Regions from separate parts of the Macaca mulatta genome. Here region 1 is linked to region 2. A link is a contact called in public Hi-C data. All regions are on one chromosome and are shown on one strand. The core of a region is the stretch at or near the end of the contact, and the rest is flanking DNA. Distances in the headings are between cores, read along the strand shown.

What was found. A called contact is a pair of places that touch in the nucleus more often than the background predicts.
Region 1: a Hi-C map of cortical neurons shows a contact between it and region 2, with 2.8 times the contacts expected there. The contact joins the promoter of IFNAR2 here to the promoter of IFNAR1 in region 2. A contact is called at or near these places in 3 of 14 Hi-C or Micro-C datasets (cortical neurons, fetal cortex germinal zone and liver).

What each region holds. Positions count from the first base shown.
Region 1 is chr3:14,160,703-14,163,760 of T2T-MMU8v2.0, reverse strand. It overlaps IFNAR2 (interferon alpha and beta receptor subunit 2), which reads left to right and starts at 1,713. Exons shown (of 7, transcript XM_077995813.1): 1 at 1,713-2,438. The coding sequence starts at 1,838.
Region 2 is chr3:14,059,232-14,062,044 of T2T-MMU8v2.0, reverse strand. It overlaps IFNAR1 (interferon alpha and beta receptor subunit 1), which reads left to right and starts at 1,561. Exons shown (of 11, transcript NM_001266513.2): 1 at 1,561-1,711. The coding sequence starts at 1,636. LOC144339665 (a long non-coding RNA gene) reads right to left here and starts at 656. Exons shown (of 2, transcript XR_013414935.1): 1 at 319-656.

The DNA of each region.
Region 1 (3,058 bases), core at 464-2,963, 100 kb before region 2:
GCAACTCCAGCAATTAGTCAATTACAATTTAAGTTTTGCTCTGATTTCAGAGGCTTCTGGTCCCTGTAAACTGTGATTCTTTGCATTTGTCTGTCTGTCTCTCAGTTTTTGCAATTTGCCCTGTGACTCAATTCACTAATACTAAAACAAAAAGAGTTGTTAATCTTCAATTTGTTCAGCTTTTCTCTTGTTGTGGGGAGTGGAGTGACAACTTTCAAGCTCTTCACATCTTGGGATAGACTGCATTTGCTTTTGTTTTGTTTTTTGTTTGTTTGTTTATTTTGAGACGGAGTGCAGTGGAGCGATACCCGCTCACTGCAAGCTCCGCCTCCTGGGTTCCCGCTATTTTCCCGCCTCAGCCTCGCGAGTAGCTGGGACTACAGGCGCCCGCCACCACGCCCGGCTAATTTTGTTTTTTGTGTATTTTTAGTAGAGACAGGGTTTCACCGTGTTAGCCAGGACTGCATTTGTTTTTTAAAAATCTTTTTCCTAATGATATAAGTAAGGACATTTACTGTAGAATGTTTGGAAAGGAAACAAAATAAATATCATCTACTATCATCCAATCTGCAATAAGTCATAGTTAAGGTTTTGATATAGTTTTATTTTTAATATATATGTTTATATAAAAGAGTCCATGCGGCACATGAAAATAAGTATTGGATTTCCCCCATTTTCAGAGGCTGTATCTGTAAATTCTCTAAAACTGTGGCTGAAAATATTTTCAACGTTGAATGTCTTTTATAAGAAATAGGATCCTAGATGAGTTCCCTTCAGATCGTTTAGGGCTGGTGGGAATTCTGCCAAGGGTCACATGAAAGGCAGGACTGTGACATCCTCTTTATGATCACCCTTGTGCCTAGCCTTAAAGGAGTATCAGCAAATGTTGGTTGACTTCATAGATGAAAAGGCTCATTTTTCCCATCTACAAAAAGTATGAAACATCCTCCTTCTCCCTTTCATAGGAGGCCAGAAAGCTGAGCGTGAGATTAAATACTCAGTTAAAATAATTTAGGTGGTTAGTGTATTTTTTTCCTTCTCCTCCAAAAACATATTAACATTTCCATTTTAGTAGCTGTAATGTTTAGAATATACATACATTTTACTTGAAAGCTGCCACATAGTCTATTTTGGTTTGGGGTTTTTTTGTTTGTTTTTTCGTTGTTGTTTTTTTTTTTTTTTTTTTTTTTTTTTTTTTTTTTGAGACAGAGTTTCGCTCTTGTCGCCCAGGCTGGAGTGCAATGGAGCAATCTCAACTCACTGCAACCTCCACCTCCCAGGTTCAAGCGATTCTCCTGCCTCAGGCTCCCAAGTAACGGGGATTACAGGCGCCTGCCACCACGCCCGGCTAATTTTTGTACTTTTAGTACAGATGGGGTTTCATCATGTTGGTCAGGCTGGATCTTGAACTCCTGACCTCAGATGGTCCATCTGCCTCGGCCTTCCACTGTGCTGAGATAACAGGTGTGAGCCACCGCGTCCGGCCTCATAGTCTATTTTAGAAGCTGACAGGCTGCAAATAACAGGTAGACAAATTAATGAAGAATATCCGTCTTTCTGCCTATCCCGAAACACGTTGATCAGTGGGGGGTCGAGGGAAGGGTAGGAGTATGCAGGAGAGACCCGCGGAGAAGAGGGGAGAATCTACAACGGATAATGTTGTAGATATTTACAACATTTACTCAATGGTAGGTATTTTTATCCTCGTTTTATTGGTTGGAGAATTATATCATGGAGGTTTATATAACTAACAAGTGGGGGAGCCAGGAGAGAACACATTCACTCTTTAGTTGATTCATTCATTCATTCAGTCAACACATTTTTGGGAGTCTTCAAAATGCCAGACACTATTCTATCCCCCAAGGACGCTTCAGTAAACAAAACAGCCCCGAATTCTTCCCCTATGGAGCTTTTTCGGCGAAGAGGGGATTGGTTAGGAGCTCACAATCGGCAGCAGATGCTTGTAAATAACCCGACTTTTTTGCATTCTCCTGCCGTGCCCCCGGCCCGGCCTCCGCCTCCGGCCCTGTTCCAGCCCCGCCCCCGGCCCAGGCCCCGCCCCCGACTTCGGCCCTGTCCCCGGCTCTGGCCCCGCCCACGACTCCCGCCCAGTCCCCGGCGCCGGCACGCCGCCTGCGCTCCCGGAGCGCTACTCGTAGGACGGCGCTCGGCGCGCGCACTCACACTAAAGACGTTTCTTCCCGGCGGGGAGCAATCCCGCCGGCGAGCAGGAATCCCGCCGGCGAGCCGAACAGCTCCCCGAGCGCAGTCCGCGGACCGCCACCCGGCCAGGGCCGCTTTTGTCCCCCACCCGCCGCCTCTGTCCGAGAGGCCGCCTGCGGGGCGCATCCCGACCGCGAGCGTCCGGTCCCAGAGTCGGGTGTGGCTGGGGCCCGAGGCTGGCATCTCTCGGGAGCCGCAAGGCGAGAGCTGCAAAGGTAACGCGGCATGGCGGGGACGTGGGAGCGGAGCGCGTGGCCAGCTGACTGGAGGGAAAACGCCGCCTCCCTGCAGCAGTTCCCGGAATCCCCTCCGGTTCCCTTTCGCTCTCCCGGACTCCTCCTCCTCCTCCTCCTCCCCTCCCTTCGCGTCCTGAGGACGCGGCTCGTGCGCCCTTCCTGTCTCCCGGGGCCCCACCTGCGACCCCAGGATCCCTCCCGGGCCCTGCCCTGCGCCCTCCACGCGTCGCCCCTGCTGGGAGTTCGCTTTCGTTGCGCCCCTCCACGTCCCACCCCGCCCCACCAAGGATGCCCAGAACACCGGACACTTGACACTGCAAGATGTGAGTCGTTGCTAAGTCTGAGGGTCACATTCCTCCAGGTCCACCCCGCCTTGCAAAACCGGCTCACCAGCCCAGTGCTCAGGTTTGGGATCTCCAGCCCGCCCCCTTGAGGTCCCCTGGGATTAGCGCCCCTTCGACCTGCGTCGTGGTCACCGACGGCACCGGGGCTGGAGTGGCCTACGCCCCTCCGCATCCGCTGCGTGGAGGCAGGAGGGGGAAGGGGCGAGGGGACGTGGCCGCGGAGACAGAAGGGTGTACCCTTCCCAGGGTCGGAGA
Region 2 (2,813 bases), core at 312-2,811:
CTAGTTTGCCAGAACTTTTGGGCAGCAGGAAATGGACATTTTAATTTAAACAGACAGAGTCGTTTGAAAGGCTTTTAAAATGATTTTGTAATCGCAACCAGGAATTTTTCCTCTTCCATTTGGCCTGTCTTCATGGGGTGCTTTTCCACCTTTGACGTTGTTAAAACGAAGTACTGACACACTCAGAATCAAACCCCCAAATCGATGAATCATAAAGTAATAATTCAAGGTTTTTAAAACGATACCTACAACTGGATAGATTGCCTAAAAATCATTATTCACTTAAACTGGGTTACTTTAATGATACGTAAATTATACCTCTTTAAAACAGGCATATTTCCCCTGGGCGTGGTGGCTCAAGCCTGCAATCCCAGCACTTTGGGAGGCGGAGGCGGACGGATCACTTGAGGTCAGGAGTTCCAGACCAGCCTGGGTAACACAGCGGAAACCCCATCTCTACTAAATACAAAAACTAGCCAGGCGTAATAGCGCACCGCTGTAATCTCAGCTACTCCGGAGGCTGAGGCAGGAGAATCGCTTGAACCCGGAAGGCAGAGGTTGCTGTGAGCCGAGATCGCGTCACTGCACTCCAGCCCGGGCGAGACAGCAAGACTCCGACTCAAAAAAAAAAAAAAAAGAAAAAAAAAAAAAAATTCCATTGTATTGTTCTTTACAAACATTCATTTAATTATGTAACCGCTAATTAATTGCTTGGTTGTTATAATAACCAATTATTTGATTATCTCATCATTTAAATTTTATTTTGCATATTTTCACAATGCACTTGATCTATTACTGAGTAATTTAATTAAATAATCATTCGAACGGTGGGCTCGAATTGTTTACGGATAAAGCTCGACGACCAAAGCCTAGCGACCGCTGTTCTGGAGCCCCTCGGCCCAGGGCCCGTGGCGGTTCTCTCCAAGGGACCATCTCGCCCCTCAGCCAAGTCGCCCCGAAAATGAGTGCCTCTGCCCCGCTCTGGTCTGCACACAGGAACAGTCTGGTCGCTCAGCCACTTCCTCCTTCCAGCCTCATCTGGTTCCCAGGCCGCTGGGGACTCCCAACGCCACTATCCAAGGCTCTAGGGTCAGCAAGCGCTCCGAGCGGAGAAGGGCAAGGACGAAGAGCGCACGGCCATGACCCGGACCCCACCCACGCCCTCCGACTGCAGACATGGGGAAGACACGCAGGAACTCCAAAGTCGCTGGGTCTGCGCACGTGTGTGCCGCGATCCTGTGAAGGTCAAGGCCTCCCGTGAGACGGGGTCTTCCTGGAATGCGATGGTGACCTGCGCCAGATCGGCCGCTGGCCGGAAAGAGTTTGGAAGAAGACAAGGCAGGAGGCCTACCATTTCTAAGGCGCTCGTGCACAGGCGTGGCGCAACTAGAGGGGGCAATGGGAGCTTGCAGAGGAGGTGCTAGCTAGGAGGAAAGGCGCGTGCGCGGAGGAATGGCGCGTGCGCGGAGAGGCGGTGCGAGCCATGGGGAAAAGCGCGTGCGCAGAGGGGCGATGAGAGCTAGGAGGGGCAGCGCGTGCGCAGAGGAGCGGTGTGGCTTAGGAGGGGGCAATGTAAGCTAAGAGGGGTGTTGCGTTCGCGGAGATGTGAGTGGTGGGACCTCCGGCGGCTCCCATATGATGGTCACCCTCCTGGGCGCGACGACCCTAGTGCTGGTCACCTTGGCGCCATGGGTGTTGTCCGCAGCCGCAGGTGAGAGGCCGGGAGGAGAATCTCGGCGCAGGGCCGGAGGTAGGGCGCGCAGCTGGGCTACCGGGGCGGCGATGGTGTTGGGGGCGACAGACCCCCAACCCTCGATCCTCTTTGCCGCGGCAAAGATTAAACCCGACTTGGGCTCGAAAATCAATCAGGAGAAAGTGGTGTTCTGGGTCCTCTGTCGCCGCTTGCCTGTGACGCGTGTACCGGTCCTTGGGCGCGCCCGGGTCCCCATCCCCGTGAAGTGGCAGTGCCAGAGCCTTGTGTCGAGTTTGCTTCTTTCCGGGAAAGTACTGCGGCTCAGCTGGCCTGTTTGATAATAAACAAAACATTTCCCGAAATGCATTTCCTCAATCTGGTAAAAACTAGGCGGCCAGTCCCACGGGGGAGTGAGCTAAGCGTGACCAGGATTTCTCTGCCCTCAGGATTCATACAGGCCAATAAGAAATGACAATCGGAGTGACTGAGGCATAATTCTCAGTCCTCGAGGTTTACTAATCCTGCTTCAGGGCGCATCCGAGAAAAACATGAGCCACAGACACATCTGTGACTGGTTTTCCAGAGGTTTTCAGGAGGTGGGGCAGTGAGGCAGTGAGGCAGATAGTTCTGTGACACTTCAGATAGTGCCCAAGAAATCTGTATTTTAAGATACCATGAGTGTGTTGAAGAGAAAAAGAGTAAAGGGAGTCCGTTATGCAGATGCCTCTGAGTAGGTGGAGTCTTGCCTTTGTTTTGCACCTGAGAAGATAAGCTTGTAATTGACACTGTCAGTGTGGAAGGCCTGAATTAGTTTTTCAGGTTAACTTTGGAATGCCATTTGTTGAGAGGAGGGGTCCGTTCAGATGGTTGGGGGGCTTAGAATTTTATTTTTGGTTTACATAACTACCTACTTTTTCCCCAAAGAGATAATCATGTTCAAAACTCAATGAAATGTTTTCTCAATGAGATAGTAATATTGCTCAGTCTTTCAGAAGTCATAAAAATATTCACACTTTTTAAACTAGTAAATGCAATTCTAGGACCCAGGACTAAGAAAACTGTCCAAAATATGGAGACGTTTTTATTTATACTTTTTTTTGTTTTGTTTTGAGAAGACAGC